Linked DNA regions of Mus musculus: regions 1, 2, 3 and 5 are each linked to region 4. A link is a contact called in public HiCAR-type and HiChIP or PLAC-seq data. All regions are on one chromosome and are shown on one strand. Each heading gives the region's core, a stretch centred on a gene start, on an enhancer-like site or on the middle of the called end of the contact. The rest is flanking DNA. Distances are from core to core; before and after follow the strand shown. Region 1 overlaps Hdlbp (high density lipoprotein (HDL) binding protein). Region 2 has its middle 28 kb from the start of Otos. Region 3 holds the start of Hdlbp (high density lipoprotein (HDL) binding protein). Region 4 holds the start of Capn10 (calpain 10). Region 5 holds the start of Sned1 (sushi, nidogen and EGF-like domains 1).

The links. HiCAR-type assays count read pairs that join an accessible place to other places. HiChIP or PLAC-seq counts read pairs in DNA pulled down with a chosen protein or histone mark.
Region 1: an H3K27ac HiChIP or PLAC-seq map of microglia shows a contact between it and region 4, with 5 times the contacts expected there. The contact joins the enhancer-like site here to the promoter of Capn10 in region 4. A contact is called at or near these places in 11 of 39 promoter capture datasets (the 3T3-L1 cell line, the C10 cell line, the SN4741 cell line and 5 more), 1 of 484 Hi-C or Micro-C datasets (embryonic stem cells), 3 of 115 datasets of contacts at active chromatin or transcription factors (embryonic stem cells, extraembryonic endoderm stem cells and microglia) and 1 of 9 other capture datasets (liver).
Region 2: an H3K4me3 HiChIP or PLAC-seq map of bone marrow-derived macrophages shows a contact between it and region 4, with 4 times the contacts expected there. The contact joins the enhancer-like site here to the promoter of Capn10 in region 4. A contact is called at or near these places in 1 of 39 promoter capture datasets (the 3T3-L1 cell line), 3 of 115 datasets of contacts at active chromatin or transcription factors (bone marrow-derived macrophages, embryonic basal ganglia and embryonic stem cells) and 2 of 9 other capture datasets (embryonic stem cells and pancreatic islet).
Region 3: a HiCAR-type map of astrocytes shows a contact between it and region 4, with 2.8 times the contacts expected there. The contact joins the promoter of Hdlbp here to the promoter of Capn10 in region 4. A contact is called at or near these places in 10 of 39 promoter capture datasets (the 3T3-L1 cell line, 3T3-L1-derived adipocytes, the C10 cell line and 6 more), 4 of 115 datasets of contacts at active chromatin or transcription factors (astrocytes, memory CD8 T cells, pro-B cells and 1 more) and 2 of 9 other capture datasets (adipose tissue and liver).
Region 5: a contact with region 4 is called in a FOXA1 HiChIP or PLAC-seq map of pancreatic cancer cells. The contact joins the promoter of Sned1 here to the promoter of Capn10 in region 4. A contact is called at or near these places in 7 of 39 promoter capture datasets (the 3T3-L1 cell line, 3T3-L1-derived adipocytes, cranial neural crest and 2 more), 1 of 484 Hi-C or Micro-C datasets (embryonic stem cells), 1 of 115 datasets of contacts at active chromatin or transcription factors (pancreatic cancer cells) and 1 of 9 other capture datasets (adipose tissue).

Annotation. Positions count from the first base shown.
Region 1 is chr1:93,409,002-93,413,242 of GRCm38.p6, reverse strand. It overlaps Hdlbp (high density lipoprotein (HDL) binding protein), which reads left to right. Exons shown (of 28, transcript NM_001301364.1): 24 at 737-880; 25 at 4,107-4,241. Among named protein-coding and RNA genes, the nearest start is that of Hdlbp, 35 kb to the left of the region's middle. Within about 2 kb of position 2,087, at least 12 of the 459 cell types and tissues checked have an H3K27ac peak or open chromatin away from gene starts, as enhancers often do. A contact at or near this core is called in microglia, where this site is marked.
Region 2 is chr1:92,674,442-92,678,501 of GRCm38.p6, reverse strand. No RefSeq gene overlaps it. Among named protein-coding and RNA genes, the nearest start is that of Otos, 28 kb to the right of the region's middle. Within about 2 kb of position 2,156, at least 59 of the 459 cell types and tissues checked have an H3K27ac peak or open chromatin away from gene starts, as enhancers often do. A contact at or near this core is called in bone marrow-derived macrophages, where this site is marked.
Region 3 is chr1:93,442,973-93,447,394 of GRCm38.p6, reverse strand. Hdlbp (high density lipoprotein (HDL) binding protein) reads left to right here and starts at 1,694. Exons shown (of 28, transcript NM_001301364.1): 1 at 1,694-1,815.
Region 4 is chr1:92,932,861-92,937,030 of GRCm38.p6, reverse strand. It overlaps Capn10 (calpain 10), which reads right to left and starts at 2,623. Exons shown (of 12, transcript NM_011796.2): 1 at 2,017-2,623. The coding sequence starts at 2,157. It overlaps 9430060I03Rik (RIKEN cDNA 9430060I03 gene), which reads left to right. Exons shown (of 2, transcript NR_015525.1): 2 at 1,928-3,505.
Region 5 is chr1:93,233,762-93,238,282 of GRCm38.p6, reverse strand. It overlaps Sned1 (sushi, nidogen and EGF-like domains 1), which reads right to left and starts at 2,386. Exons shown (of 31, transcript NM_172463.4): 1 at 2,082-2,386. The coding sequence starts at 2,294.

The DNA.
Region 1 (4,241 bases), core at 838-3,337, 480 kb before region 4:
CAGGTCACTCCTGTGCCTGTGATGGAGTGCTGTCTGCAGAATTCTGAGAGATGCTGCTCAGGAATTGGGGGAAATCTGGGAACTAGATGGTCACTCCAGGCAACTGGCCTTTCCACAGGAGTTTTTAGTTTTGTTATTTTTTGGTTTTATTGATTTTGGGTTTTTTTGTTTGTTGTTGTTGTCATTGTTGGTTCGGTTTGGGTGGAACACAGTTTGGAGTCCAGTGATAGGGCAGAGATTGGGCACGTTTTGACTGTGACCTGGTGCAGCTTAGCCATAGGCTGTGGGGGTGTCCTGGACTGTCTAGCCTGTGGATGCTCTTATTACCTTATTGGCCTCTTCAATACACCAGCCCTGAAACCTGAAAGGCCTAGAATATTTTATTCAAGCTGATTCAACAGATCCCGGGTTCATGAATTCAGGAAGTAGGAATAGAACTGGAAAGGGTGGTTGACCATCCTATCCATCTTGACAGTCAGCAGCCTGTCCCAAAAGCAAGGGCATACTAGGTGAGGACAGAGCAAGACCTAAGGTTCTCAAGCTAGTGACTGACAGGGACGGTGACCACCAAGGCCTCCTGCTAGCAAGCTTAGGGGTGTTTCAGGCTTGGGGTCTAAATCAGGTTGGAAATCGGGCCTGGGTGGTGGTGGCTTATATTTAGATATACATGCTCATACTCATGAGCTTGTTCTCTGTCTTTCTCTTTGCTCTCTGCCTCATTCTCATTTTATTGTAGGCTTTAAGGAGTTTTAAGCTGAGTGTCACTGTAGACCCCAAATACCATCCCAAAATTATCGGGAGAAAAGGAGCAGTGATCACCCAGATCCGCTTGGAACATGAAGTGAACATCCAATTTCCTGATAAGGATGATGGGAACCAGGTACGGTGACCATCCGATTGACGTGGTATGGTTTAGCACACTTGGGCAGGTAGGGTTGTATTGGCCGTTACCTTGACCTGGGCTTTGTTTTGGTGGTGGTGGTACTGATACTGGTACTTTTGAGACAGGGTCTCTCTATGTAGCCTTGGCTGTCCTGATACTCAATATGTAGAACAGGCTGGCCTCAAAATCACAGAGATGTACTACCTACCTCTGCCTCCCAAGAGTAGCACCATGTCCGGCTTGACTTGGAAACTAAGGCAGCTTCTTTGATTTGACAAGTGGGTAAATGAGGGGGACAAAAACTATCTGAGAACCTGACTTCAGCCAAGTTATAGACCAGGGCTTGCCAGCTGTGTGTTTCCTTGAAACTGTCATCTAGGGTACAGAGCAGTTTTAAATTCCCTGTGCCTACTTTGATGCTCCTGACAGTCAAGCTTAAGCCTCCAACTGGGCTCCTTCTTGAGCTATCTATCATACCTACACATGCACACACCATGTCTATCCAGCCAGGTCTGGATTCTCTGCATCCCCTCTTCCTCTTGCCATGGCCCCTGATGAGCTCTGCACAGCTTCCTACTGCATGTAAAACAATGTGAAGGGTAACCCACCTCCTCACTCAGTTCTGCCCTAGTGGGCAGGAAGTCCCATCCCATCTCACCTCAAAGTCTGTGTATGGCTCGCCCTCACCTGTGTTTGCTCCTTCACTTATAAGGGCTTTCCCTCTCAAGTGGCTCTACATGAGTGGAGCCGTGGCTCTCCCTCTGCTCTCTAGGCCTGTGTTAGCTCTATGACCTTGAGCACCGTGCCCCCAGATGCATCCAGTAGTAACACTGGGCTGAGGTCTAGGGTACAGACCTAGACCTGTGTGCTAGCTATGTGTGCTCATAGTGAGAACAACAAATTATGCATTATAATATACAGAAATGGATATAATTTGTTGTCCCCACTATGTCTTAGCTCATCTGTGAACCAAGAAAGGTATGCTGTTTATATATGTGTATAGGGGCACACATACACCACAGCATGTGTGTAGAAACCAGGACAACTTGCAGGATTCAGTTTGTTTCTTTCCACATGTGTAGGTTCCACAGATTGACCTCATCAGGTTTGGCAGCAAGTGCCTTTACCTACTGAACCATCTTGCCAGCCCTAGAGTCTTTCTTTTTCCTGTGAGAGTTTCACTTCCACTCACAGAACTGATTCTGTGGAGTATGCTGGCCCTGCTGTGCTTGGTTTTTGTGAACTTCATTTGGATCAGCTGCCTGGCCTTCCCCTGAGTCTGGACAGGAAGTTCTTAGTCTGCCACCTCTTCCTTATGCCTATATCTCTTGCTTCTTTCCTAGGCTGGCTCTTTCTACTTTCTAATGTGGACTACAGTACTTGTTACTTTGTAATCTTGTATGTTCTGTCCGTTTATTTTGGACTACTAACCTGGAGATTAGAACAAAGCTGCTGTTTTGTTCCCTTGTGCCCTTCATATTCCCTGATCTGTCTGTTGCTCAGATCTGTCTTGAGTCTGCTGGTTCTCACTGACATGGTACAAGGAAGACCGAGCTGAGGGGTCTGAGGGACCAGAGAGTGCTTTAAGGGTCCTGAGACCTCCAAAGAAGCAGGAGGCTAATGGTCTGAGAACTTTACATCCTAATAGTCCCCAACCTTGTGCCTGCTTTCCTTGAACCACTTACTTCCTGGTACTTCCTCCATCTTTATGATCAGGTATCTTGTCTTTCCTAGTACTCACAAAGTGGGTGGAAAGGGAGAGAGAATGTGTACACATGTGCATGCACACCTGTAGAAATCAGAACAACTTCAAGGAATGGTTTTTGGTGGTTTGTCCTTCTACCATCTCAGTTCCAGGACTAGACTCAGGTTGTCAAACTCATGTTGTCAGGTTTGGCAGCAAATGCCTTTACCCACCGAGCCATATCGTCTGCCCCTCCTTTCCTCCTTTTTAACTAGACTTGTGGCTACTTTTCCTCCTTACCCTTCTCCACCCTTCCAACACCCAACACGAGGTAGGAAAGAAAGAAGGCTCGAGAGAAAGAGTGCCTCAGTCTTGTTAGACCTACTTCTGGGGGCCGGGTTTGATGTTCATCTTTGGGATATCCAGGTTCTTCTTCTCGTGGCTTTGCTCACAACGACCTGACAAACCACAGGAACAGGGGAAGCAACAGCCACCACAACCTCTCAGTGCCCTGGCACTTTTATACCCTCACAAAAGTCCCCAGAATTCCAAACGTAAACTCTCTTCAGCTGGCAAAATCACATCCCTGTCAGAGCAGAGACAGCTGCTGCGGACAATCTGAAGCAGCCCATATCCCACACCTGGGAATAAAACAAAAGCATTCACATTTCTGTATTTTTAAAGAACCCAGAATTTTCACTACTTATCTGTTACAGGTTTTAGGAAGTAATGGCTGTGTGACGGATGTTAACTCTGTGTGTGGTTTTGTTTACTATTTTATTTTTAAAAGGTGATTACTTTTAGCCTAGAGTGGTGGCAAACGCCTTTTTTCCCAGCACAGTGGAGACAGAAGCAAGCAGATCCCTGTGAGTTCCAGGCCTGGTCTACAGGATAGCAAGGGCTGTCACACAGAAAACCCTGTCTCAAAAAAAGATAATTATTTTTATTTTGAGAGTTTGGATGTTTTGACTACACGTATGTATGTGTACTACCTGTGTGTCATACCCAAGGAGGTCAGAAGAGGTCATTAGATCTGGGTTAAGGATGGCTGTGAGCAGCCTGTGGGAGCTGGGGATCGACCCCAGGTCCTCTGTAAAAGCAGGAATCACTCTTAACCACTAAGCTGTCTCTCTGGCACCAAGATTATGTTTTAATTTTTACTATCTGTATTTGTGTGCGTGTGTACATGGGTATGAGCTTATGGATGCAGGTATCCACAAGAGCAAGAAGGGGGAGGGCATCAGAGCTCCTGGAACCAGAGGCATAGTGGGCTGCTGACAAGGGTGCCAGCCAGGATCTCTAGTCTTCTGCAAGTGTAGCAGCTCTTAACTGTTGGGCCATCTGATGTGTTTTCTGCCCTTTTCTTCTGAGAGGATGAAAGTCTCCCCTAAGAAGAGGCCTGACACGCTCAGCCATCTAGCCATCATCCACACAGTTGCACTGTCATCTCCTTAGACCAGCCTGCTAGGTCAGCACATGGCTGCTCTTGGGATGTCCCAGAGGAGTCACCCTCTTCTCTAACTACATTCTCCTCTTTAGCCCCAGGACCAAATCACCATCACAGGGTATGAGAAGAACACTGAAGCTGCCCGTGATGCTATCCTGAAAATTGTGGGTGAGCTTGAGCAGATGGTTTCTGAGGATGTTCCACTGGATCACCGTGTGCACGCTCGA
Region 2 (4,060 bases), core at 907-3,406, 260 kb after region 4:
AAGAGCCTGGAGAATGAGCTTGCTTAGAGAACTGTGTATGGGGTGGGGCACAAGCCCAGAGGCATGGAGCATGGGGGTTTCCAATGGGCTTTCTGTGAGTCAAGATCCACAGATACCACCCCAGAGCCCAGTCAGATGACATACTGAGTCCTGGGAAGCCTAGGGCTCAACCACACTTGCGTTTGCTTTCCCAGTACCAACTCTAAAGGAGAGGAGACATCAGAACTTCACCTCGGTTCCAGAGGCTGCTTAATTATTAAAGACAGTTCCATTATCCATAATCAAATTATTGTGTGCAGTCAGAAGAGGAGATTGTCACATAGAATTGTGGCTTAGATCTCTAAGTGGTACATGGAAGCACATCCCAGAGAGGGGACGAACGACCCAGAGAGAGTAGGGGAGCATCCTCAGAGGGAAGGAGGCTCTGGTCATCCATCTCTTGCAGTCTTTTCTCCAAGAAGAAGCTGGAAGAGCAGAGCAGTACAGAGGATTGGCTGTGCCTGTGTGGATGAGAGGAGCAGAGCAGTGAGGTTGATTAGCTGTGCCTGTGTGGGTGGAGGAGCAGAGCACTGAGGTGGATTAGCTGTGCCTGTGTGGGTGGAGGAGCAGAGCACTGAGGTGGATTAGCTGTGCCTGTGTGGATGAGAGGAGCAGAGCACTGAGGTGGATTAGCTGTGCCTGTGTGGATGAGAGGAGCAGAGCACTGAGGTGGATTAGCTGTGCCTGTGTGGATGAGAGGAGCAGAGCACTGAGGTGGATTAGCTGTGCCTGTGTGGGTGGAGGAGCAGAGCACTGAGGTGGATTAGCTCTGCCTGTGTGGATGAGAGGAGCAGAGCACTGAGGTGGATTAGCTGTGCCTGTGTGGATGAGAGGAGCAGAGCAGTGAGGTTGATTAGCTGTGCCTGTGTGGGTGGAGGAGCAGAGCACTGAGGTGGATTAGCTCTGCCTGTGTGGATGAGAGGAGCAGAGCACTGAGGTGGATTAGCTCTGCCTGTGTGTGTGTGAGGGGCAGGTTTTGACTCCTGACCTCCACTGTCTCCAGCTCTGGAATCCAGAGAACTGAGTTTTTCAAAGTCCTGGGTGGGTGCTCTATTGAGCATGTATCACAGGCTTACCATTGGCAGCCAGTGGCAAACAAGAGAATGGGGTTTTCTCCTGGCACAGGAGAGGTGCCAGGACAGAGGACATGACAGGAGCCATGGGGCTTTCCAGTGGGCAGGCCACAGTGTGGAACACTATCATGTCACAACTCATCCCTGACTTCCATGAAGAACAGGTATACACCTCACTTCCATCTCTGCCCAGGCTCTGTCCTCCTACCTTTTGGGACTTAAGGTCGAGATGGACTCTGTACTGGGGCTCTGAGAGCTGATCCAGGCAGACCAAAGAAATGGGCTGCGGGAGCAGGACAAAGAAGTAGGTTCTGTGGTTAATTAAGATTATGTTGGCTCTGTAGCATGGGATGAGAAAGGTGTCAAACTGGAGGTTTCTGCCTGAGTTATTGCCAATTTTAATTTTTATGTAATTAACAGCTGTGCGCTGTGTAGTTAATAAGATTCCCCGATGAGGTCTCTGCCTGATGCCTCCTCCCCCCGCCCCCAAAACTCCCTTCACTATTTCTGTTTTCCTGTTGGCTCATGAATCCTCTAATATTTCAGTGTGTCATCAGTCAGTAGACCAACAGCTGTCCTTGAGCTCTGCCACTTTACAGAGGTCACATGTGTGAACCCTGGAGAGGGACATTCTGGGTAACACTCTGGGCTTATGCACCTGGGTGTTCCATGTGTCTGTCATCTTGGTTACCAAGGTGCTGGGTGTCCTGTCCCTCCTCTGCAGGATCTCGAGGTTCTCTCTGGGGACTCTCTCCCTGTCCTCTGAGGCTCCCAGCACAAAGTGAGGCTCAGTGAGTGTGCCCAGGGAGGTTCCTCTCAGCTTTGGGGACAGCTGGACACAGCTGTCAGCTAGTCATGGGTCCCTACACATTGTGGCTCTGGGTCTCTGCCCTCTTTATCACACGGGCCTCTCCATAGGGTGTAAGGTGTCATCTGAGGTTTAGAACAAGAGATGACAAACAGAAGAAGCAAGAACAGCCCAAGGGCAATGCTGTCTCCCAGAACCCTATCTGTTAGCGGTCAATTCTGCTGCTTCCTGCTTCAGTGAGAATTAGGACTCTGGGGCCAGCCACATTCAACAGACAGGAAGCAGCTCCACTTGTTGGGCAGTGCCTCAAAGATTATGGAACTCTTTCCAAGCCACCCCCGCAGCTTCTGCTGACCACACTTCCCAGAAGAAGTAGGAGGTGAGAGGACCATTCTCAATTCAATCTGGACTCCGCATCAATCAGTTACTTTTCTCATAGTTATTGACCAAAATACCCAACTAAAGGCCACTTAGAAAGGAAGGAAGCTTCTCCACAGACAACTGAGAGACTCCTCCGCGATCGCCAACCCAGTCACCAATGGAGATGAACCACCACCTATATGAGGAAGCGGCAGCAAAACCACACCAAATGCATGCTGGGAGTGGGAGGCAGCACACTGCTTAGCAAAGCAATGTGAACTAAAGGCGCAGCAATCACATGAGCGTGGTGTACAGGGCCATAGGCAGGCGTGAAAGTAGACAGAGGTGGGGATGACACTTTTTAGGATGAAAGTCCGTTTCTATTTTGGAAAAGTTCCTGTGCTCATGGTGCCCTTGATGGTAAGGGACGGGCCTCCCATCCCTCTGCAAAACTAAAGCTAGGGGGACTTGGGAAGCGGCCGTTAGGATCAAAAGCCACCTGCCCAGACCTGGTTCCAATGGCCTTATTCTTTTGTGTGTGTGCTGGTTGTTGGGGAGGCGTGAGTCTCTCCTGTGGGGAGAGCAGTGCTGGCCAGGGTGGAAGGTCTTGGTGTCTGGAGACAAAGACTTGGGTTGTCAATGAATGTGACCATCTCTGCCCCTACTCAGTAGGGAGCATGGGGCCATGCAAACCCTGCCTGTGTACCTGGGACTAGGCAGGGCTCACATAGCTACCCACAGGGTCCCTGGAAGACTTGATTTACCCAGAATCTCTAGATGCTAAGGAGAGGCTGATCACCATGTGACCGAGTAGGGTCTCCGTGGGACAAAAGCAGGGCAGCCCAGGCAAACAACAGCTCTCCATATAGCTGGCCACTCACTCAAGGTCTGTACCAGCTCCTGTTCAACTGTCCCATGAGGCATCAGACAGCAAAACAGGCAGTGGTGGGGGGATGAGGTCTGCAAGGTAGCCTTAGATCTAAGCCACAGCTGTATTACTAGCTATGCATGCCCCCTTCTTCCAGATAAACTACCCAGAAAACTTTGTAGAGGTATGGGACAAAGGGGATGGCCTGTGACGATGAAGCAGGAGTGGGGTAAGGAGTAAGCATAAAAGTGAGGGTCTCCAGGCTGGAGGGCTAGGATACATGCTGAAGCACCCCTACTCACACCAAGGACACCTATGGACCACGGTTCTCTTGTGGGAGCCTGCACGGTTGGAGATGGAGATCTGTGTAGATTTGAGCTGACTCTTGGGGCCCAGTAAGGGGCTGTCTAAGTCTGTCTGTAAGAGATATGGGGACATGGCATAGGCATAGACATAGGGACCTGACATCACTGCCTAGGTGCCTGAGAGACGCCAGGGTAAAGGGAAAGTATTGGCTCAGAACCCTCAAGACCAAGTTCTCAGACCAAGATCTCAGAACAAAGGAAGTTATTTGCTCCAAAGGGACAGAGAGCAAGGATGAGGGACAAAGATAGGAGATAAGGGAAGATAAGAGGGGGAAGGGAACAAGGGAGAGGGGAGAAAAGGAACCAGGGAGAAGGGGAAGGGATATTTGTCCTGGAGGAAAAAGGATTGCCTCTGGGTAGAGGAGACATGGCAAACAGAAAAATGTCAGTTTATAAAGGTGAAAGAGGAAACTATGTGTTAGGATAAGTGTTTAATTTTGATTGAGCATGTTAATTAGGTGAGCTAAAGAGGGCTTTTGATTGCTGGACGTCAATACTTTGATATGGCAGTTCTTTAGCAAATCATAAAGAATGGTGGGGAAGTACA
Region 3 (4,422 bases), core at 445-2,944, 510 kb before region 4:
TGGTCTTGAGCTCCTAACCCTCGTGGCTGTACCTCTCAGGTGCTGAGATAAGCTAATGTTACCACACCCTCCTTGATTTAATAATGCTTTCATTAAGTCCATGCTTTGTTTTATTTTTGAGACATCATATAACTTTGTAGCCTACTGTGACCTTGAACTCCCAGTACTCGCCTCAGCCTTCTGAGTACTGAGATTACAGGGTACCACCACACTCATGGAGGCCTCTGTACAGCCAGGCACTGGGCCAGCTTGTACTTAATGTGGACTTACTAACTCCATTGGAGATCCCTTGACAGCAGACATACTGACTGGTGGGTGCTTGCCTCTCCACATTAACTTTTTCACAGCCCGAGACCTCAGGAACAAAAGAATGACAACAAAAACATTTCTTCTAGTTGCTGGTTGGTTAATCACCAGGGAAAGACACCTTGCACAGTAATAATAACACAGAAGGAAAGACAACTTGGTGCCTACAGAGGCTTTAAGAAGCTCTATCACTCGGTGACTATGCTGGCAGCTTGGAAATGCCCTCTGGTCTTTTAAGCAGTACCTTCAGAGATTTATGTCATGAAGAACTGTGGTGTTCCTGTCAGCCGCATTACTGGCTCCTGGACTTCTCAATTCTGACACCTCAACTTTCAGATAGTTTCCTATTCAGCAGCCCCATCCCCATTCTTTCCAGCACATTCCATTTTCCCCCCTTGTCCTTCAGTCTAAAGTCTAGTTAGGGCAGCTCTTCCCAGTCCCTCAATCAAGAGCCCATCACCGTGCTGCTACCTTCTAAGTACATACTAAGTCTGATTGCTTATTTTGTTCACTGCTGCAAATGCTTGTAAGCCTTAGAATGACAACTACAGAAGGCCTCTTCAGCCCTTCCACATACCATTGTCCCACAAGAAAGGCACATATTATCCAGACCTGGTGGCTCACACTTGTAATCCAAACACTAGAGAAGGAAGCTGAGACAAATCTACACAGTGAAAAGTTGTCAGAAGTGGGGAAAAGAAGGTGGGGGCATCTGCTGTTGGTTACTAGCCTATTCTGTGCTGATGCATATCACTGCATATCACTGTCCAGTATAGGTCAGAAGTGTGCTCATGTCACCTCAGGAGAGGTTCAAAATAATGATTGTGTACAAATTCTTCAAGTAGTTGTCAATAAACGCAACAGGGCAGAACTAGTCCTTTCAAAGGAGGAAGCATTCTGAGGGCAGAGGTTCTGCTCTGTCCCAACTGAGTATGGGAGAGGTAGGAATTCACTGCAGGCTGGTCTGTACATATGGGACACTGAATAATACTGTGTAGAGGGCTTCGAAAGTTTTGGAGTTTGTTGTGTTGGACATTGAGGAATGGAGTAAGGATTTGCAGTAGAGGTGGGAGCAGGAGGAAGAGATCCCGAAGAGAATGAGAATGTGTTCCATCAGGGGGTGCTCTAGGGGATGGTAAAATGGTTTTCCGGGCTGTCTGCTGTCTGAGGTCCTCAGAGCTTTCTTTTCTCTTTTGGTGACACAGTTTCTGGTGGCCTCAACTCTGGCACCTCTGGCTCTGGGGCCTGCCTGTTCTCTGTAGGTAATTAACTTACCAACTCCTCGCCCCCTGTCAGGCCGCAGAACTCTTAAAGAGTTGGTCCGCTCCCGGGCGCTGTAGGGACCCCGCAGCGGGCGGGGCGGGCGGCCGGTCTGACGTGTCTCGGCGGGATTGGAGCCTCCGCCCTATATAGCAGCGGCGGCCCGGGCGCCGCGCCTCGGAGCGTCCCGGCTTCTCCCGCGCAGCGGCAGCGACAGACGGACAGACTCTCGGGTGGTCACACTCACGAGTGAGGATCGGGCGAGCTGGTGGGCGGGGGTGCCAGGGGCGGGGCGGCGGGGGGTCGCCGCTGAGCACGGCTGGGGTCGGTTCCTCAGCTCCCCGGCCGCACAGGCTCCTGGTCTCCAGCTACCGCGACGGGCGGGGGCCGCTACGTGTCACTCTGCGCATGGCCGCGCCGGAGCGCAGAAACTTTCCCAAGTCCGCCACGCGCCGCGGGTCTGCTTGCGGGCCCGGACCGCCTGGACTTCTAGCTCACCGGGCGGGCCGCCGCGATGGGGGAGGGGAACGACCTGGCCAGGTTGGTGACGTGGGCTGCCGAGCCGGCCCCTCCCCCGCACCCCTTCCCCCCAGCTCGGCCCGGCCGTACGGGCTGTGGACCGGACCTAGCTAGGTCAGTGGCGCCCTAGTTCGCGTCAAGCTGGGATCTTCACCCGGGGCCCCTATGTCCCGCGCGGTGCCTTGCTGCACCTTCACCTGCGGCGTCTGGCTACGTGGTCACTGGAGGACTCCCGGCCCAAGTACTACTTGGATGCGCCCCAGGGTCCATGGGTGAAAAATACATTACGGAAAAATACCGAATTTGGATGAAAGGCAGGGAGGCCGAGCAGGATACTGTCCCTTTAAGCCTGTCCCCGCCCGCGGGCGCTCTTGGCCGGTGGGAGGGCCATGCTGAGGTGGCATCTGCGAAAGTTCCTCCCAGGCTGGGTCTCTGACTTCCAGAGCTGGGTAATGCACTGGGCCGGCCTTGGTAGTCACAGACATAGTTTGTGATCTCAGCATAGCTGGGTTTTGTTTTTAATTTTGGAGTTTGTACTCTTCGGTATTTGGTGGGGAGAGGGCACCTTCGAAAAGCTTCTGAGGACGTAAAAGTGAAGTTTCAAATTTGGAAGAGAAACCTGCATCTCAGCTGAAGGTTTTCAAGGTGGAGGTTTTCAGTGCCCTCCATGTAGACTGGCCTACAGTATAAAGAACTTGAGTCCCTCTAGCTGAGGTTGATAGGAAATTCTTTCTGAAGCATAACTGAATTCTCCTTGCATAGTGTTGCCCCTTACATAAGTAGTTGGCACAACTTAGCACAGGGGAATCAATTTAAATACTTCCTTGTTCAGAATCAAGAAGGATTCTTCACATACAGCTTTTTCTATTTTCTGGATTAACAACAGGTTTCCAGCTGCCACAGCCTCACTGCTCTCCCGCAGGAGGCCCTGTTGCTCCCCGATTCTGGGCTTCTACCTCTCTTCTTTTAGTTCAAGTTCTGTGTTGAGAACTAACCTTATTCTGCCATGCTCATTTATGCTCTTAAGAAGCAAATTGTAATATCCAAGTTTGGATGCTGACAGACCACAGTTTCCTGTGGGAAAGGTGGTGGGGGTGGCCTCAATCCTGAGGGACTGGAGGGGCTGTACCCACTTGAGGAGACTTGCATGTGGAGGCCAGAAGAGTTGAGAACATAGATGTCTCTGTTGCTTGGCCTTCACAGGGAGGAGGCAGAAGAGCTGGACCCCACGAATGCCATGCACTCTTTTCTCTAGTGGTATTTGTAAATCAGATTAGAGTCATATTCAGTCCTGACTTGTGTGGTTCAATCCAGCAGAAGGCTGAGATACCAAATCTTGGGCTCCTGTCGTATTCTTCTGAGTTTAGCCAGTGGAGATGCAGGGTGGGGGCTGTATGGTCAGCTGTGAGGGGGCCCCCGTGTAAGATGAGCATCCAGGTGCAGCCGGTTAGGCCTCTGAGTATTTTGTCAGTAGAGGTAAAACAAGCAGTAGGGGAAGGTGGAGGGAAAGTTCTGCTTGTTAAAGCAGATACAGATGGGCATTACTGAGAACATGAAAGCCTTCCTTCCATAAGACTGCTTACTGCAGGGTCTCCAGTAGAGATGAGGCCTATATTTACATATGGTTATCAAGTATGTGTTTTAAAGTTGAATCTTTAACAGAATTTTGAGTCATTAATTTTTTTTAAAGCCTTACCAGAACTCTTACCTGAACTCTCTGTTCAGTGTGTCCTTAATTGTGATCTGTTTGCCTCAAGCTCTGACAAACTGAAATCTGGAAACTAGGCCCCAGTGAGTCTTGTCAAACCTGTCTGGAGTTTTCTAGAGGTCCACTTTGCTGTACCTGGCTGCCAGAGGGCGTTTGTACGCGTCAGGAGTCCTGGAAGCTGCATTCTGGTTTCTTCCTTGTCAGTGACAGTAGGCTTTAGACATGGAGGTGCTTCCAGTAACCACTTGATTCACTGTAAATATCCCTGGAAGGGGATCCCGAAATATGGGAGCATATTTAAAAGAGATATCCTGTGTAGGGCCCTGTGTTGCGTCTGTACAAGGCAATATATTGCGTAGGCTTGGGCAGCTAGTACTCTGGAGACCTATCTTGTGCTGGGAAAAGCCAGGGCACTGGTCAGTGGCAGCAGAGAGAATATAATAATTGAAGTCACATAGATAAACCTGGCTTGGTAAAGTGGGATGGGTGTCTGTATTTAAGAAGTGAGCAGAGCCTGGTGTGGTGGTACACCTCTTTAATCCCAAAACTCAGGAGGTAGAGGAAGGTAGATCTCTAAGTTCAAAGTCGGCATGGTGTAGGTGTACATAGAGAGAGACCTTATCTCAAAC
Region 4 (4,170 bases), core at 1,374-3,873:
CCTTCCCTTCAGATCCTGAGTGGCTCTTCCAAGCTGGACTGTAACCGACTCTCCCACCTATCGTGCTCTTCCTGAGCTTCTGACCCATCTATCCAACAACTCCACCTGGACAAGGGAGGAAAGCCAGGCGCTGCTTAGGACCACCACCCATCTATCACTCTGGCCAGGAAGCAAGAACTCATTCTTTTTTTTTTTTTTCCAATCTATCTATATACATCATATGTGTTTGCCTGTGACACAGGGCGAATATGGAGGGCAGAGGCCAACTTACTGCAATGAGTTTTCTCTTTCCACCATGTGGGTCCCAGGGTCCACACTTAGGTCATTACCCTTGTTAGTAAATAATTTACCTTCTGCTCAGCAAGCAGCAGGGCCATTTCAATAGCCCAGGAAATCACTCTCATCCCTGCTCTGGCTTCTACTTCAAACAGCGGACCCTTCTAAAGCATTCACAACGCTGTCTACTGCAAAGCCCACCCACCCAGCTGTCAGGCTAACCTGAAAGTCAACATTGACTTCTAGCACCACTGAAAGGGCAGCCCCCATCTTGCCCTGTTCATCATCTCCCTCCCAGGAGTGAGCTGCTTCCCCATTGTTCTTCTGTCTTGTTTCCCACGGTTGCTACAATTACAAATAGATACACTCACATGGCTACAATAGAATAGTAAGTGTTGAAAAGAACAAAAAGACACTATACTGTGTCCTAGTCACCAAAGAGCAGTTCCAACAAACTCACTCCTTAATTGAGTCTCTCCTGACACCTAAAACATTTCACCTATTTGTATAGTGTGTGTGAGTGTTTTGCTTGAATCTGTGTCTAGTGTCCATGTGCCTGTAGTGCCTTCAGAGGCCAGAAGAGAGCACTGGATTCCCCTCAGACGGGACATGAGCCACTATATGAAATCCATTTTTTTTAAAAAAAAAATATTTTTATTCACTTTATAACCTAATATCAGCCCTTCCTCCCCTCCCAGTACCCCTCACGAAAGTCCTCTCCCTACTCAACATTCCTCTTCTGAGAAGGGGAAGCCCCACTCTGGGTGCCACACCTCCCCAACACACACACAATCACTACCCACCCCTGCACATCAAGTCACTGTAGGACTAGGCACATCTTCTGAAACCCCCTGTTTAAAGTAAAAACAAAACCTAAACTCCAAGGGCATGGCCAACAGGGCTCTTTCTTTCCCTTGCCTCTCAGTGTTGCTCAAGAAAGCCAGGATGCTTATCAACACCACTGTGCCAAGCAGGCAGCACAAGGCCTGGAACCCTGCCAGCTGTCACTGTTAGCACTACATGCATGTGGGACAGGCTGTCCCCCAGTAGTCTTTCTGCTGATAAGCCACGTCTAAAAAACACCAACAAAAACACTAGGCTTGAACAATCCATCCATTTAAGCTGCAACAAGGCAAAAAAAAAAAAAAAAAAAAAAAAAAAAAACCAACCAAAAAAACCAAAAAAACCAAAGCCCTCCTACCACAGCCCTTTCTGGCTATGAGGGGTAACACTGTTGTGAGTTGCATGCATGGACGCTAAAATAACAATACATAGTTCCACCTGCCTGTGCCATTTAAGGGAGCCCTGAAAAGCAGCTCCTTAGGTTTTCCCAGTTGTTAAGCACAACGCTCCCCGTGTTCTGTGCTACCTTTTGGTGTTCATACCCTAAAGCTACTAGAAGAAATGTAGAGCAAAGTGCAAAGCCAAGAAAGATTGCGCTGAATTACACCCGACAAAACTTAGGTGGTGGGATGGTGCTGGAAATACTGCTTCTAATCCCTTAATATCAAAACAGCTCCCTACTACCTGACTTTGGGTAGGAGTGTATTTTAGTAGAAACCCCAAGATAACATCTAAAAGACAAGCCTTTCGATTGCTTCTGTCCTCCTCATTTGAATTCTCAGGGCTGGCTATCACCTTTTCTGAATAGGCTTGAAGGCGAGGTCCTGCTAACCCCGGGGTCCATCTCCGTGAGAAACATATCCACAACACCCGCCCAGGCAAGAGACCCTGCTGCACCTGGGGTCGTCTCCAAGTGATGTCCTCCCGAAACTGGGCCAGAGGCGTGGACAAGTTGTAAAAGAGCGAGGAGTCCGAGGCGGGGAATGCCGCGTCCCGGAAGAGCTCCCGCGCCGGCGTCTCGGCCCGGACCGCCCGCATCTTCGGCGCCCTGGGCTCCCATCTGCGGCCCGTGGACTCGGTCGCCGCCCGGGAGCGAGTGCGCGGCCTTCACTGCAAACCGTGTTTGCTTAGCCCGGGAGACCTACTGGTGCAGAGCAGCCTAGCGCCGCAAGCTCCGTTGTCTAGGTAACCCGGCTGGAGCCAACCAGGAGCCGTGCTTGCGTCATATGACAGAGCTGCCTAATCACGCACGAGCTGCAGCGCAGAACCGTGCAGGACTGGTAGGTTCTGCTCTCGCACGAGGGCGTGGTCCCCGCGTTTCTAACTGGGCAGTGCTAGCCTGATGTCCGTATGCTTTAGTGCTCGGGACAACGCAGCTGTAGCCACTTGAAATCGAAGTCTCAGTGACCACAGGAAGCTGAAAAGTCACTTTGGTTTAGATCGCTTTGTCAATGCTATCCCAGCATGCAGCGCCGTTCCCAGCATACGTCGCTGATCACAGGCGTTGTCTACTTCCCAGCGTGCTTCGCTCCTTCCGGTGTGAGGCAGGAACTTGGCAAAGCGGTGGTTCCTCCCTGTCTTCTGAAAGAGCCAGTGAGGAAGTGGCTCAGCGAATCGCGTTGTTATCCTTCCGTCGCGGTGGTGGTTGCGTTGTTCTGGGGAGGCAGAGGTGTCACTGGGGTTGAAACTTGCCGGGGTCGGGCATTTGTCTCAAAACGATTGGGCTTCAGACGCTCTGGATCCTAAGCGGCCAGGGAATGCGGCTGGAGCATTCCTTGAAGCCTTAAATGGCCTGGCTATGGTTTTGTAGACTGGATGGTGACCAGGACGTGGACTTGCGGCTCCACGATTATTCGATGCCATGAGGAGGTCAGGGACAGGACACTCTCCTTCTGGTGCCTACTCTTCCAGGTCCCAGGAAGGACACAAATCAGCCAAGGACTGTTCTCTGTGTCTTCTCCAAATGTATTTCATCAAGACTAGAAGCTTCATAGACAGGAAGGGAGACGACGAGGCTTCACACCTTGTAGACTGCAGTTTGCCACCTATTAGGGCTGCTCTGATATTTTTTCCCTCCTCTGGGCCCCTTTTTCTCAGTCTTGGATAAAAGGTAGTCAGAGGAAATGCGGTTTGTGCAGTTAAGTAGATCAAGTACCCGTTGCCTAAAGAGGAACAACCAGGCCAAGCTTTTACCCATAACCTGCTGCTTCAGAGTCTAGACAGTTGCTCCTTCTCCCAGTGAGAGGCTGGGCTGCTCCTGCATCAGCAGCAATTACTGCTGTGGCATGACACAGTTACCTTGGCTCCACTAGGCTTCAGCGCCATGATTTGAGGTGCAAGACACTTAACTCTTTATTGAGGTTATTTAAAAAAAAAAAAAAAAAAAAAAAAGGAGTAGCCACATAGCCCAACATCTCTTTGGGATGCTTTTTCATTTAGTACTTAATTTCGACTCAGGGGACTGACTGGTGGGCTGAAAGCTGCACTATAGTTGAATCATTAAGAGCCTGGACTCGGTTTTCCAGGAAGTCTTGAGTAATTGTGACAAGTTATCCGCGACTCAAGAGTTATGCAAACTGGTTCACCCCCAGAAGTCTCATATGAGTGGTTAGCTCAGGAGAACGGCTCCTGAAGGCCGCATCCATATCCAGGGCTGGGCCACGGGCAGAGCCTGACCTCCAGAATCTGGAAGGAAAAGCTGCTTAGTGTTACCGTTGCTGTGACGAAACATCATGACCAAAGCAACTTGGGGAGGAAAGGGTTTATTCTGCTCACCTATGGCGCTTTCCATAAGGAGGGGCGCTATTTCCTGGCTCCTTTCCTGCTTTCTTATAGAACCAGGACCAGAGATGGTGCCACTTACAATGGGCTGGCCCTCCCCCATTGATCACCAATTAGGAAAATGCCTTGCAGCTGGATCTTATGGAGGCATTTTTTTTTCACTCTCTGATGACTGTGTCCAGTTGACATAAAACTAGCCAGCACAGACAGGAAGGCAGCCGGTGCTGACTAGACAGCCTAGGCCTGCAGAATGGGGGAAGACAAGCCAGT
Region 5 (4,521 bases), core at 1,137-3,636, 300 kb before region 4:
CACAAGGAAGCAAGCGGCTGAATGCAAGGTCCTTTCTAGATAGGAGCCACCCTCAAGATGGAGCTGTCAGTCTGGGAACAGGTCTGAGCCTCCCTAAGGACATTCTTGTTGGAATGTGGAGTGACACAGAAATATGGGGCATTCATTCTTTCACTCACTATTCCAACAAGCCTACTCTTAGGCAAGCCGTCAAAGCCAGGAGAGCTACTGACGCCCTACCTCACTATGCAGGATGAGGGCCCGAGCAGAGGCATCCGGGGTCCTCTCAGCCTGGGTGGGGCTGGGGACACTCAGCAGACACCCTGCTCCAGACTCATTGCCTCCTTTTCTCCACATAGCCTTGATGTGGCCTGTCACCTATACATGTGCCCTAAGTGCTGTTTCAGGCCAGATGTATGGGCGCGGCTTCTCGGAGAATTCCATTTCCTTTCCCACAGAGCAATGGGAAAGGTGAGGTTCGCTGTGCGCACCATGACCACACCAGCGAGTATTTTCTAAAGAGTATCTACATTTCAGGGAGAGGCTCTGGTAGGGTGTGTATTTCTCTAAGAGCCAGAGGTCGGTTGCTCATGTTAAAAAGGTCAACTAAACATTTTAATAATATTTTCACCTGTGACTTGGAGTGGAAAATCCAAGGCTAGCCAGAATGCTTAAAGAACATTTAGACAGCTCTGTTAGGGTGAGTCTCCACATTCCTAGGATGTACAGGCCTCTTCCTGCTGGGCAGACCCAGAACACAGCTCTTCTTGTCTACTGCCTACTATAAGAAATCTTTGCTCTGCCAAGTCCCAGGGCAGAAGGATTATCAGGGATGTCTTCCCTTTCTTCTCCCTCTATGCCCCTCCATGGTTATAGCACCAGGCACTGCCACCAAGGTGAGGAGGCCATTCTGAGTTGGCACAGGGAAGTCAGCCACCAGGTTGTGACACAGTGGTGGACTGTGTGATGTTTGTCACTGTGGGGTACAGGGTTCTGGAGATGGTGGTGGCGGTGAATAGGCCCCGTGGACAGTGGTGGCCAGGAGGATGGCAATGCAGACCACGTGGCTGGTGATGGAGGCAGTGTTCAAGATGGTAGGGATGACAGTATGGCGGCTGAAGGCAGCAGTGCTTATGGCGGAGGTGAGTGTGCCAGTGGAGGCGGTGATAGTGGATGTGGTGGCACTAATGGCAAAATCATTGGTAGAGCTAATGGTGATTGGTGTTGGATTCGGCAGAGGGTGTGTGAGAAGATGGTGCTTTAACTATAGACTACGTTGGCTCTGGCGTTTCTAAGTGGATTTGAGTAATTCAGGAGGCTCATTTCACTACAGATCATCCCTTTGTGCACAGGTGACTGGCGCAGGGTCAGACCCTGAGAACATGGAGGCTGGCACTCAGGTTCTGCAATCCACTGAGACCTCTCCAGCATTCGTGTCTGGGGCTGGAGTGAGGAATTACCCTTGGGAGCCCTGTTTAGAGGGTCTGATCTTGGTGGCCAACCTCCAGGGGACTAAGATGGGGAGGGGAAGGGGTAAGCCCCTCTACACTGCCCCTAGCTGCCAGCCCTGCCCAGCGCAGGTCTCCTGCAACTAAGCAAATCATGCCCGAATTCCTTCTGGCTGTGGGCCTTGGGTGTTAACTGTGGGTGAGGTTGAAATGGCTTAGAGAGGGCTGAGACCATCACAAGCCAGATACCCCACTAGGGTAACTGTGGCCAGAGGCCATGTGCCTACTACCACATAGCTCACTGTGAAGGAACAGGATCGAAGGCTCCCCACTAGGCACTGGGGGACCCGCAGCTCTGCGGAAGCCTGTCGAACTCTGCCAACGTCCCAAACAGGTCGGGCCTTGAGCAGCAGGGGCGCGCCGCGTTCCGCTGGCCTGGCTGTCGCCTAGGTGCCCTGGCGGTTGCTCGCCCCGCCCTGCCCACGCCTCTCCCGCCAGTCGCTGTCCGGCCTTGGCCGCGGGAGAGAGGAAGCGCTGTCCTCATTCCACCTCTGGCTGCCGCGGTGCCAAGTTGCTGGCGGCGGCAGCGGCAAGAGTTGGGGTGGAGGGCAGCGGCGCCCTCCCCGGAGCCCCCTCGAGCTCGGGGTTACTCACGTAGAGTCCGGAGTGCTCGGCGCCGAAGAACGGAAAGGGCACCGAGAGTGGTTGCAGCCCTGAGCCGCCGTCGTCCTGCTTCGGGGTGACGGTGTCGCCGCGCTTCGTGCCGAACGGGTAGAAGTCGGCGAGGGCCACGGCAGCGCGCACCCCGCGCGTCCCGAGCCCCAGGGCTGCGGCCAGCAGCAGCGCCCAGGCGGCGCCGAGGCGCATCGCCGGGATCTGAGGGCGGGCCACGGGGCTCGGGCAGGTGGCTGCAGTCACCGCACGACCGACTGGCCGCACAGTTCCCTTCCGCTAGCTCGCGTCGCACTCCGGAGACCCGCGCAGCTTAGGAAGGCGTGAGGCACGACTGCGGACCGCCTGCCTAACGCGGGGACCGGGGTTTAAATAGCCTGCCCAGCCGGCCACTCGGGAGGGGCGGGGAGAGGCGGGGTCATGCAAATAGTGGCATTTTTAACTTGCTGGTCCGCGGAGTGGGAGGGTGCGGGAGCGGAGCGTAGCTCCCAGGCCCTTCTGTGTCGAGGCTCATTAAAGCCGAACTAGTACTGGGTTGGCTCCACCTCCAAACCGAGGCCCTTTTGCTCTCTTGCATTTGGGCTATGTTGAGGTGAGGACTTACAGTCTCCTGTCACCAGCTTAAGGCCTGCCCACAGGAGGAGCGTGGGCAAACCCAGCAGTTCTGAAGCTGACTTGTTGCCCTAAGGCCTGATTTTGAACAGGCTTCCTGTGTGTCCTCTGGGGTCCCTGTCAGGCCAGAGCATCTGGCTTTTCCTGACAGAATGCCAGTCTGGGCCACTTCTCCCTACAACACTTACACAAACCTTGCGTGGCCACACCCCAGCCCTAAGTTAGGACATCAACTTTCAGAACCAGCTGAAACCTGTCCTAGGGTCTATTCCTTTTCTGGTTTCACTGAGGATGAACCTTGGGTCTGGGAGACTCGAAGACTTACTTAGCTTTCTCTCGTGTAAGGACTTTCCCCTATGGGATCAGTCATGCAGCACAGCTGGACAATGTTAGGGAAACCTGCGGGGTAGGCTGGTCACCCAGGCCCTGGGGGCAAGTTAGTTGCTGTGGCTCCTTAACCTTTCTCGATCTTCTTAAGAATTGCTTTGTAAGTGGCTGTCCTGCCTCAGGGGTGCAACCTGGTCTTTTTCTGTGTCCCCTTGGCGCCTCTTGGGGGCCTCAGTTCTCACCACCTTGTCTGCACCCAGATCCTACTGTTGGATAATGTGACTATAAGCCAAGTCTGGGATCCCCAAAGACAAGATGCTGCCTCTCAAAGAGAAGCAAGGAAGAAAAAGAAAAGCTACAGAAGTAGCAGCAGCTGCCCCGGAGATTCTGGTTTGTGCTGGCTTTGCATTTTTCTGGATTTCCCAAAATCTCTCTAACAAGCATGTGCTGTGTCTCAGTTCCACAAGGGACATTGCATATTATTTTTCAAGTATAGCAGAGAGTTCTCCGTGTGTCAGTCAGGGGTACCTAGCTTACACAGATCCTGTTCTTAGCAGACTCACCACTGTGATACGCCCAACCCTCAGCGTCGGGGACCAGGCACCAAATTTAAGGAGACCATTTTTGTTTGCACTGACCACGTCTACCCCACACCTGGTACATGGCTTGCCTTCCTCTGTCCCACCCCTCCAGCTTTGTGTAGTGATCCTGATTGGCAGAGGGGTAAGCCAAGGCTGGAGATGTGAAATGTTTTGCTGTACAGTTGGCTAGAGAAGATCAGCCTCTGGTGCCAGGCGTGGTGACGACTTTAATCCCAGCACTCAGGAGGCAGGTGGATCTCTGAGTTTGAGGCCAGAGTGAGTTCTAGGATAGGCAGAGCTATATGAAGAAACCCTGGCTAGCAAAAACAAAAACAAAACAAAAACCGATCAGCCCTTGGGCCAGGCTTCTGGATGTAAGAGTACTCTCTGGTAAACACCGTCGTCTCATTGACCAGACCACATCACGGTCAGGACCAGGCCTCGCAAGGCCTCCTGCACAGCTTCTAGCACAGAGCTGCCAGCAGGCCTGGCCACCATGCTGGGGACCTAAGAGCCTCTTGCTTTCTGGTGTTGGGCACAGGGCCTCCTTGGAAGCTCTATTCTCCTCTCTCATTGGCTTTCTCATACAGAAGTGTAGCAGGCAGCACCAAGCCTAGGGAGAACTCGGATTTGCCTTTCTGCCCATGGGGCACTGAGAAGAGCCCATAACTACCGATCCTTGCTCTCTCCAACCACACAACCTTGCTCTACCTATTGCCAGGCCACTGTTCCCATCTCAACGCTGCCAACCTTCTCCGGGAGCACATGCCTCAGAGGGTCCTAGTCAAGGGTTTGGGTCTGCTCAGGGATTTCTGGGTTGGCACAGCACTCAGCACACTATCAAGTACACAGCAGTGCTCAATAGCGTCGTTGAGTATCCCTCCAGGTGTGGTGAGACATGG